2 separate regions of the Anser cygnoides genome follow, and region 1 is linked to region 2. The links are chromatin contacts, called in public Hi-C maps. All regions are on one chromosome and are shown on one strand. Each heading gives the region's core, a stretch centred on a gene start, on an enhancer-like site or on the middle of the called end of the contact. The rest is flanking DNA. Distances are from core to core; before and after follow the strand shown.

Region 1 (4,593 bases), core at 1,820-4,319, 320 kb after region 2:
AGATTAAATTTACCTACTATTATGCTGAGTGATAACGAATGGTGATATGGGTACTTGCAAATCTCCACTGCTTAACTAAACAATACGAAAAAGCATTTAGCAAAATGCACCTACATTTAGCATATTCCAAATATGCTAAATCAAGGCATATGCTACTGAAATGCATACATTAAATAAATATAGATAATGAATACAGAGACATTTTGCCAGCATGAAGAACAGAAAACACTGCAATGCTGTGATCACTCTTTCGAACTTGCACGCTTCCTTTCTACTGCAGTCCCCTTACAGTTACTATCACTCAACTGACAGTCTCAGAAGTAAGCACGTAAAACTCCTCTCTAAAATAAATAACTTAGATTTCTCTTTCAAATACAAGGTTGGGAAGAATGCAAAGAAAAAGAAAGGTCAACAGCCTTCCTTCACTGGAACATTCTGCCTGCGCAACACATAGTAAAAGTTAAAGGACACTGGATAAACGTGTCATTATTTTGTTCCGAGACTGTTTCTGCAGACTTAGGTACCTAGACAATCCCATTAACTGCACGAAGCTATTCAGCTAATCGAGTCCTCTGCTATCATTTAAACACCACTATACATTTTTACAAAGAAATTCCTTTAAACTGACATTTACTTCAAACTCATCACTTTGATTTGTACAAAAATTTGCTGGTTTCCTGACAGCAGTTCCAAAATATCATGATCACTTTATAATGACTAATTAGCACCAGAGAGCTAACAAGAAATCAATTAAAACCAATTCCATTTAAATGTTTTAGTGTACATATTAGAAGTCTGGCAAAAATAAGATTATGTTTGGTGGGAAAGAAATTTTTAGCTATCTAGGCTGCCTTTGCTTAGACATCAACCTTCTAGGCAAGACGGCTATTCTTAAAAATAGCTGTCAACTGAGAAAAGAAAATGTATATGTATGAATCATTTCACTACAGGGTTGGATTCCCAGCAACTGATGCACCACTGTTCTGGCATCAGTGCCTTTAACGAGCAGCTGATACTAGCTTGGTGCCATTGAAGAATTTCACGGTTACCACAGAACCAATCTGCAAAGATATTCGTCTCCATACTCCTAGAAGTATTTGTATTCCCTAACTGGCAATTCATTCGCAAGGAGCGGTTTTAAACTATTAGAAACCAGAGACAGAAGAAAAAGAAAAGAAAAAAAAAAAAAAAACTTTTCCAAGGCCACTCGTAAGTTAAATGCAAGAACCATTTCCACCAATACAAGAGTTGGTGGGCAGGCATGCGTTTTTTAGCACTTCAATTCTCTCAAAAGTAATTTAATTCAATACAATCTCTCAGACACTTCCTTTTTTTTTTTTTTTAATAATAATTTACTTATTTCTGATTTACATATCCTGAAAGTACTCCCAATGATTTTAGACAGCATCACTCAAGTGCAACCAGTTCTTGGTGGTAGGGTAGCAGCCGCTAGAGAGAATACTGCAGGGCAGCTGTAAAAAAGAGAACTAAAGTTTGGACAAGAAAATTAGAGGGGAAACTTCATTCTCATTCAAAATAAATAAATAAATAAATAAATAAAACAGACACGGTACCTTCAGTGAGCAGAAAACTAACAACAACTCATCTTTTCAGGTCTCGCCTTAATGGTCCTACGCAGAAAAAACAGCATTTTATCTGCTTAAAAATCACAAAGGGACAGGTTATCTCTAAACTGTTAGGTTAGACTACTGCTCAATGATTTGCATCTCACTAAATGTAATTCTGCTATGCCTCAGTCTTGAATCCCAATTTCCTTCTACTCCTGCAGCTTCCACCGAAGGCTGAACTCAAGCTTCATCAGCCAAACGCTGCCTAGTGCCTGTAATGTTTCAATTAACATAAACCAATGGTCTGTAATATACTGTCTCACATTGTTAACTCATTCTGTGTTACGCATTCATCATCATTTAGGCCTGCACGGGCATCTTAATTTACCGGCGAATACCAATGTGCTTTATGTGTATGCAGCAATGGTCTTCACGTACCCAAGAATCAGAATTAAATAAGATGATACAAACGCAGAATATATAAGAAGATGTAATTTTACTTCTGTACATAACCGCATACTTGACGCATTCCGATGTCAGTTCTCCTCACACTGCTCGCTTTATGTATCGCAGTAACTTAATACCTGGTGCTACCACCCCGGCACAGACATGGATGGGGAGAGCACCATCGCTATTCAGTGAACGTGGACGTGGGGAGGTCGGTCAGAGCGCTCCCCAGCAGCGCGCTGTCCTCCCAGCAAACCTTCCCCTGGTACTCACAGCCACGAAGCCCTAATATTTATATTCTCATTAGGGGGACCATACGCGTGTGCACCACACGCACAGTTATTCATCTCTACTCAACAGTGCACCACCCGTTGTTTGACCGATTCTGGGTTGTTGCAAGGAGCACGTTTCCTACAAGCCTCACCCAAGAAGCGACGCGGGGAGGCAGAAGACAAGTCTTGCCGTACGAACACCACTCAGGGGCTGAGGGATGAAAAGCCAAAGGCGCCTTCCAGAAAGGTACATTACTGTACTTAGGCAGCATCTATGTTCTTACCTCGTCTGTGCCTACCGGTAATTGCCTCTCGGGCTTTCTTACTGATGAAAACTCTCTCCCTTCTCAGCTATAGCCTCAGACGGAAGGCGCTGCACACTCTTCGTGCTACGTGGTGCACCTTGCCATTCCCCACACGTTTAATGCAAAAGTTTTTCTGCTTGCAAGCACAGATAAACCTCTCAGTTTTCCTTCCTGACAGGAAGATAGCCATGCTTTAAATCAATAAAACTTTTACGACACCAAACGCTATTTCTAGCGGCATATAAAATTATTCACCAGATCCCTCCTGCTCTCTCGCACAGCCATCACTTGCTACTCACAAAAGGGTCTGAACCGTTCTGGAGAGGAAGATCCCAGCAAAGCCTTTACGGCTGTGGGCACTCATTTAAGAATATGCACCCCCAAGTGAAGAAAAAAAAAAAAAAAAGTTACTTTTGCATTTTGCCTGCTTCCTGTTTATTCCCCGGCGAAGCCTACCCACAGCGGTGCGCTCGCCCCCTCCCCAGAGCCACCCACCTACACGCCGGGGAGCCCGGCTCGGAGGTTTGGGATGCACGCATCCAACGCGAGGGCTGCGGGCAGACCCGGCAGGCAGGGCTACACTTCTGCTAATAAACTTTAAAAAAAAAAAAGGGGGGGGGGAGGAGGGGGGGTCACTTTGTCAAATATAGGTCATTTGTGCGCCAAGGCGGCAGCCCCCCCGCTCCTTGTCCTTGCTGCCAAAGTTGCCTGCCCGGAGCGCGGCCCCTGCCGGGGGGGGGGGGCAGCACGGGACCATAAAATCCCGGGTCCCCAAAACCCCGGAGCGATCTCGGCGATCCGGCCTCGATCAGCTCCCCGGGGGCCACCCCCCCCACCCCGGGCCCCCCCCCAGCCGCTCCCCCCCGGTGCCCCCCGCACTCACCTCCCCCGGCCCCCGCCGAGCGGACGGGGCGCCCGCCGCCCCCGGCAGCCTCCCTCGGCGCGCTGGGGCTGGCTCCGCGGCTGCCTCCAACTCATCCCCAGCCTCGCCGCCGCCGCCGCCGCCTCCTCCTCCTCCTCCTCCTCCTCCTCCCCCCGCCCTGCCCGCCCCGCTGGCTGCCGCCTGTCTGCGGCGAGTCTGGCTCTGGCGGCCGGGCGCGGGGCCGCCGGCGCGAGGGAGGGAGGAGGAGGAGGAGGAGGAGGAGGAGGAGGAGGAGGAGGAGGAGGAGGAGGAGGAGGAGGAAGCGGGGGAGGGGCGGCTGTGCTCCTTCCCCTCCCTTCCTCTCCCCTCCCCTCCCCTCCCCTCCCCGCCCGGCTCGGCACAGCCCGGCTCGGCGGCCCACACCGCCCCCTGCCGGGGGGATGAGCTGCGGCCCCCCCAAAACGCCCCTTATCCCTCCCCCCACCTCCCCAAATTTTGGGGTGAGGTGAGAGCAGCCAGCCCGAGGCTCCCCCCTCCCTCCGCAGCCGGTGCTGAAGGCAGGGTTGGCACGGCACGGTGTTGGGGGGGGGGGGGGGGGGGGGTTGGCTCCGGGCTCGATTTTGTCCCGTGCAGAATGAGAAATTTTGTGACATCTCCAAAAAATGTTGCCAGACAGGAAAACCCCGTTCCGGGCACGGCCCCACAGGCACGAACCCAAGGCAGGGTTCGGCCCCGCCTCGCAGAAGGAAGGCAGCGCTCACCCGCAGGTGCTGTCCAGCTTTGGGCTGGTAACAGCCGCAGTAACGCCACCCAGCCTCCTGCCACCATCCCGCTCCTCGTATCTCCGTGACCCCCCCGTGGGACACAGGGCTGTGACACCCCTCGGCAACCTGACCCTCGGCTGTGCCCAAGCCGGGTGGCAACAAGTGCAACAGCCACAAGCTGTAAGTTTAAACACCAAAATATTGACGCACACCATTACCACGGGGAAAAGAATCCCTCTTTCCACAAATTCACATCGTCAGTCTCAGTCCACATTCCCATCCACGAGGGGCTCTGAATATTTTCCCTTCCTTACCGTACGTGTGAGCCAGGAAGGAACAGGAGAAGTAGCAGGGAGTGGATAACACCATGAGCTC
Region 2 (4,918 bases), core at 1,133-3,632:
GCTACAGCTTGCCCATGGCCTGTCTCACTCTGTAGAAACGAGGGAAGGAATAGTCTAAAGCAGCAAATTCTTTGTATTATTTTCTCATTTAATCAAGAGACGTATCCACTTAAGAGATTTAAGAAAGGAAACAAGCTACACTGGTCACGATCATTATGGGGAAATGTTTTTGTATATATATCTGGCCTGAAACTGACATCAGTACTTCTATCACTGGAGAGTCAACTGCCTCAAAAATTTAATTCCGTTTTCAGTTGGCCCACATAACTTCTGATGGATGACATCCAGCATCTTTGCTTACATTTTCTCAAAGAATCAGTTTCATCCCCTTTAAATCAGGGGCTGAAAAGGAAGATGTTCCTTCTCTCTGAGCATTATTTCACGTTTAAGGTTCTTAGAAAATCCTGGTTCAGAAATTCAGTGTTTGCTGTTAACAGAAGTGTATGAACTGCCAATTTAACCAAAATGCTGACTAGCTGATTTTGCGCAAAGCTGTCAGTGGTAACTACCAGAGCTTTGAACAAACCAGGGTAAGGGAAAGAGAATAATGACTTGATGACAGTATCCCATTTCATATTTGTCAGCAGTCCATAGAAATGCCTGTTTTAGCCTTAAATATAATTAGTCCAAAATAGGAAGCCCGATACGATACTGAAAAGTACTCTGTAACTAGATATTATGCTCCTAACATTTCTTAACCTTGAAAACAATCTCCATTTATATACATAACATGTAAAAAAAATTATAAATAAAATACAAAGTAACAGAACACAAATTCTGCAAGACAAAACTGTCTAACAGTACAAACGAGACTGAAGAATTCTCAGTCAGAACCCACAAACATGCCACAAAATTCCAGCCACTGTGAATTTACATTGCAATTAAAAGCAATCCCAATAGTAATCCACTAAAAAAAGTCAATGCCCAAACACCTTATCATTGAAATACCAGTCGCTCAGGAGAAAAGGTCTGACTGACTTTAATATGGTACATTTGTTCTTCAACGTTTCATATAATTTTGGTAACCTTGAGCACGTACACAGCCTTACTTGTCTGGAATACTTATAACCCCATCACCTCTTTATTACCGCACTCAGCTCACTGAGACTAACAAATATTTTGACCCTTTCTAGTCTTTTTCACGGTAAGCACAGATGGTCCCCTGACAGCCACTGAAGGTGACTTAAACTAGAAAGGCTGACTTTGACAAGTGAGGGAAACACATTCACACAATCCATTAAGGCACCCCAGCTGCTGCAACCACTGTTAGTAACAGCCATCAGCAGTAGCATCTAGATTGCTGGCAGCTGCTTTCAGTCTAATCTGAAAGAGTCTAACCTCTTCATACCCTTAGGCTATGCAATAACAGCATATTCCTTGCCCTTCTAAGCCTGATCCCAAAATTACTTTAGCAAAAGGACAAAAGGGTTAGTAGTGTTTCTGCCACGACAAAGGGTATTAATTTTTCCAGACTGCTTAGATTACCATTCAGATACGAACACAGAAACAAAGCATTAGGTCAAAAACATTTTCAAATTATACATAAGTATTGCAAAAGGTCAAAAGTAGACTGGATCAGAACTACAGCATCAGTTTCTATAAGCGCATATATGATAAGGGGCAGTGTCTTATAAAACATCACTTTGCCTTGTCACCCTCCCAGGTAAAAGGAGGAATATTTTCTGCTGCTCTTACGGTACTCACTGATTTCTTCGGAGGCTCCCCCTCCTGCTCCTCCAGCTTCCTTTTCGTTCCGCCCTCCTGCTGCTCGCTGCCGGCGGGGCGCGCTGTGCCGGAGCTGCCGCCCTCCGCATCGCCACGGGGCTGCTCCCCGTCCTTTCCCTCCGCCGCGGCGGGGTCGGCCATCCCTCACGCGGGGGTAGAGCCCTCACGGCCGGCCGCTCACGCCAGGGAGCTGCGGGGAACGAGAGACCCCCCGCAGCCGTTGGCGCGCGGCGGCCGCCATTTTACGGGGCAGCGCCCGGGGGCAACGGCACCAACGGCGCCACGGCGAGGCCCCCCCCGCCCCCAAGCCCAGAGGCCCCGCCCGCTCCGTCGTGGCCCCGCCCCCCAGCTGCCCGCCGCCTCCCCTGGCTCTCCCCCGCCCCCCCCCCCGCCGCCTGCCTGTGCCGTTGCCCCGCTCCCCCCCCCGCCCGCCGCCGTGCTGCCGCGGGCGAGGAGGGGGGAGGCGGCGCGGCGCTCACCCCGCCGGGCGCTCCGCCATCCCGTTTGCGGAAGAGGCCCCCTCCGCCGTGGCGTCACGTCCGGGGAACGGGGAGGGCTTTCCAGCGGCACTGCGCATGCGTGCTGCGTGGGAGGGGAACAGGACTACGACTCCCAGCAGGCTTCGCGCGGAGGGGGGCCGCCGCGCCTGCGCAGTGGCCCCGCCGCCTGCCCTCAAGGTGATGGTGGGGACGGGCGGTGCTGCACGTTGCCCTGACGCGCGCGGGGGGGGGCGGGGAACGGCGCGTGCGGCTGGGGCCGTTGGTGGCCGTTGGTCAGCCGCCGCCCGGAGCGGCGACGGGGCCGGGCCTGAGGTGGAGGAAGAGCGGCGGCGGCTCGGCCGTGAGGTACCCGCTCGGTGCGGCCGGGGCGGGTGGGCTGCCCCCGGGTGCGGGCGCCTCGCGGGGTACGGGCAGGGAGGGAGGTAGGGCCCGGCCGCTGGGGGCGGGGGGAAGCGGCACGTCCCGCGGGTGCCATCGTGGGGCCCCCTGCCGCCCTCCGGGTAGCTGCTCGCGGGCAGAGCCGTGTTTACGATCTCGAGGCTTCAGCCTTTTCTCCTTACGCGTTTTTTTGGGGGCTTGCTGTGGGGGCCTCGGGATCCCCAGGAGGCACTGGCTAGCTGAACAAGGCAGGACGGTTTTGGTAACCCTGCTTGGAGTTCTGGTTCTTGTTGGTAATCTGCTTCTGGTAATTAACCATGAGAGCTGTCCAAGTCAGAGGACTCTGACAACGCTGTTACATCAGGAGAGACTGCTTTTAATTTCAAATCAAGTATAGATGTGTGTCAGATAATGCAGCCTACACGTTTCACCTCATTTATGTCCACTTCCAAAATACTTTCTGCAAGCTGGCCCAAGGGAGGAAGCACGAGTTTGGACAGCAGCACACAAAGTGCCCCAGAAGCCTGCACCAAACCTAATTCTTAAGCAGACTGCAACTTACTGCTCCTCAGCTTATCTAAACCCCAAGAGGCTTCTACTGTTACAAGTATAAACTTAACGATTTGCCAAAGTTATGCTGCTTGAGGGAGAGATGGGGAGCAAGTTCCAAATTTGGAATCTGAGTTGCCGCCTGTGCACTAGGTTATTTGACTTGCAGCTGCTTCTGTGTGGGAAATGTATGCACAGAGGATAATGTGTCCCCACCATCCATCTCCTGTGGTGCTGACAGCAGGTGTTTATCTCCTTTTACTGTTCAAAGGCTGCTTGAGGTAAAAGGGGTGTGAGTGGCCTCTGCGGCAGCGTTGTGGAATTGCACTCGCTGCTTGAGAAGCGTTGCCATCAGGGAGAAAAAAAATCATTGGATGGTTTGGGTAGGTGGATATCAGATGGCCTGCACATGGCAAAAACGAGTAGGCAAATTCAGACTCTGAGCATGTAAGGAATGTAAGATAAAAAAGATTTGTTTAGCGTGACTTTCTACACGTCTACTTCACAGACTGTAGCAGCTGATAAGAAAAGATTTTATCTGATTTTTGTATTTAGAAGGATCCATGTAATTCTGCTGTTGTAGGTGATCTCCAGACAAGCCACTCCAGCTCTGCATGTATGCTTATAGACATCACTAAGGAACTGAATCGGTCTGTTTTTGTAAGGCAGGGAGTTACTGCTGTCCCCTTATCTGAGATAACAGGCCTTAGCTTGCATCTCAACAGGTTTTTTGGACCTCTATGGAGTTTTGACTTCAATATTGGCTTTAAAGATAAGGACACAACTAACACAATGGCAAAAGCAGAAAGTACTGATTTTAAAAATGACTGTAAAACTGGTAGTTGAATCCATAACATTCCTTGTAATCAGTTTTGCAGCTTGGGAATAAGATCCAACATAGTTATTGTTGGCGCTGATACGCTATAAACCCAGATTGTTGAAGCTGAACATACTTTGAAAATTAGGCACTGAAGTAAATTCAACATCAGCAAGATTTCAGGAGTAAAAATGGAATAAAACTACTGAAATAACTGAGGTTTGGGCCTAACATATGATTGAAATCTTCAGGGACAGGAGGAATGCTTAAGAACTTGGTAGGGTGTGGCAGTTTTTGTTGGTGAAATTTCAGAAATAAGGCTTACATTCGGTATTTTCCGGCACAGTGAAACCAGTCCTTCCACTGAACCACCCTGTGTCTTCTTAGGAAGGTTCTTGGAAAGGTTGGTGCAAGTGAGAAAGTGGTGTGAAAGAGTGATCTGACCCTTTAAGAAAATAGTTAAGGGTCATTTAAATGGAGTTTTATTTTAAAAATACAATCGTAAATGTAGTTTTAATGATTTTTAACTGAAATATAACTTCCTGTTCTTAACAAAGTTTTATTACTCTAAGGACAGGGACATAGAAGAAAAATCTTGTTTTTTGGGGGGTAAGCTATCACGATCTAAAATTTTAAAATGAAAAAGAAAACTGTTGTAACCTGAGCAGTATTCCTTTTTTATTGTTTTTTAATGTTGCCACGCTATACCATCCGAGTCAAGTCAAGGAATCTACCAGAGGTACTCTGTAGCCTTTTAGGAATCCCTGGCCATGAATGAGGTCAATCCTTGATCTAAAGTGCTTGAACCAAGTCGTTACCTATCAGAATACCAAGTTAAAATCCTTATGCTATGCTGCAATGGTACCTTCCCAAATTGTGCTGATCTTGATGATACCTGTACATTGAGTGCAACAAGCTTTGTTCTTACTAAGGCAAATATATTGCTTCA

What was found. A called contact is a pair of places that touch in the nucleus more often than the background predicts.
Region 1: a Hi-C map of liver shows a contact between it and region 2, with 1.7 times the contacts expected there. The contact joins the enhancer-like site here to the promoter of FAM210A in region 2. A contact is called at or near these places in 2 of 7 Hi-C or Micro-C datasets (granulosa cells and liver).

Annotation. Positions count from the first base shown.
Region 1 is chr2:107,562,147-107,566,739 of Taihu_goose_T2T_genome, forward strand. No RefSeq gene overlaps it. Among named protein-coding and RNA genes, the nearest start is that of LDLRAD4, 44 kb to the left of the region's middle. Within about 2 kb of position 3,070, at least 1 of the 3 cell types and tissues checked has open chromatin away from gene starts, as enhancers often do. A contact at or near this core is called in liver, where this site is marked.
Region 2 is chr2:107,239,756-107,244,673 of Taihu_goose_T2T_genome, forward strand. FAM210A (family with sequence similarity 210 member A) reads left to right here and starts at 2,383. Exons shown (of 5, transcript XM_048077108.2): 1 at 2,383-2,402. RNMT (RNA guanine-7 methyltransferase) reads right to left here and starts at 2,337. Exons shown (of 11, transcript XM_048077104.2): 1 at 2,205-2,337; 2 at 1,705-1,915; 3 at 1-29. The coding sequence starts at 1,866.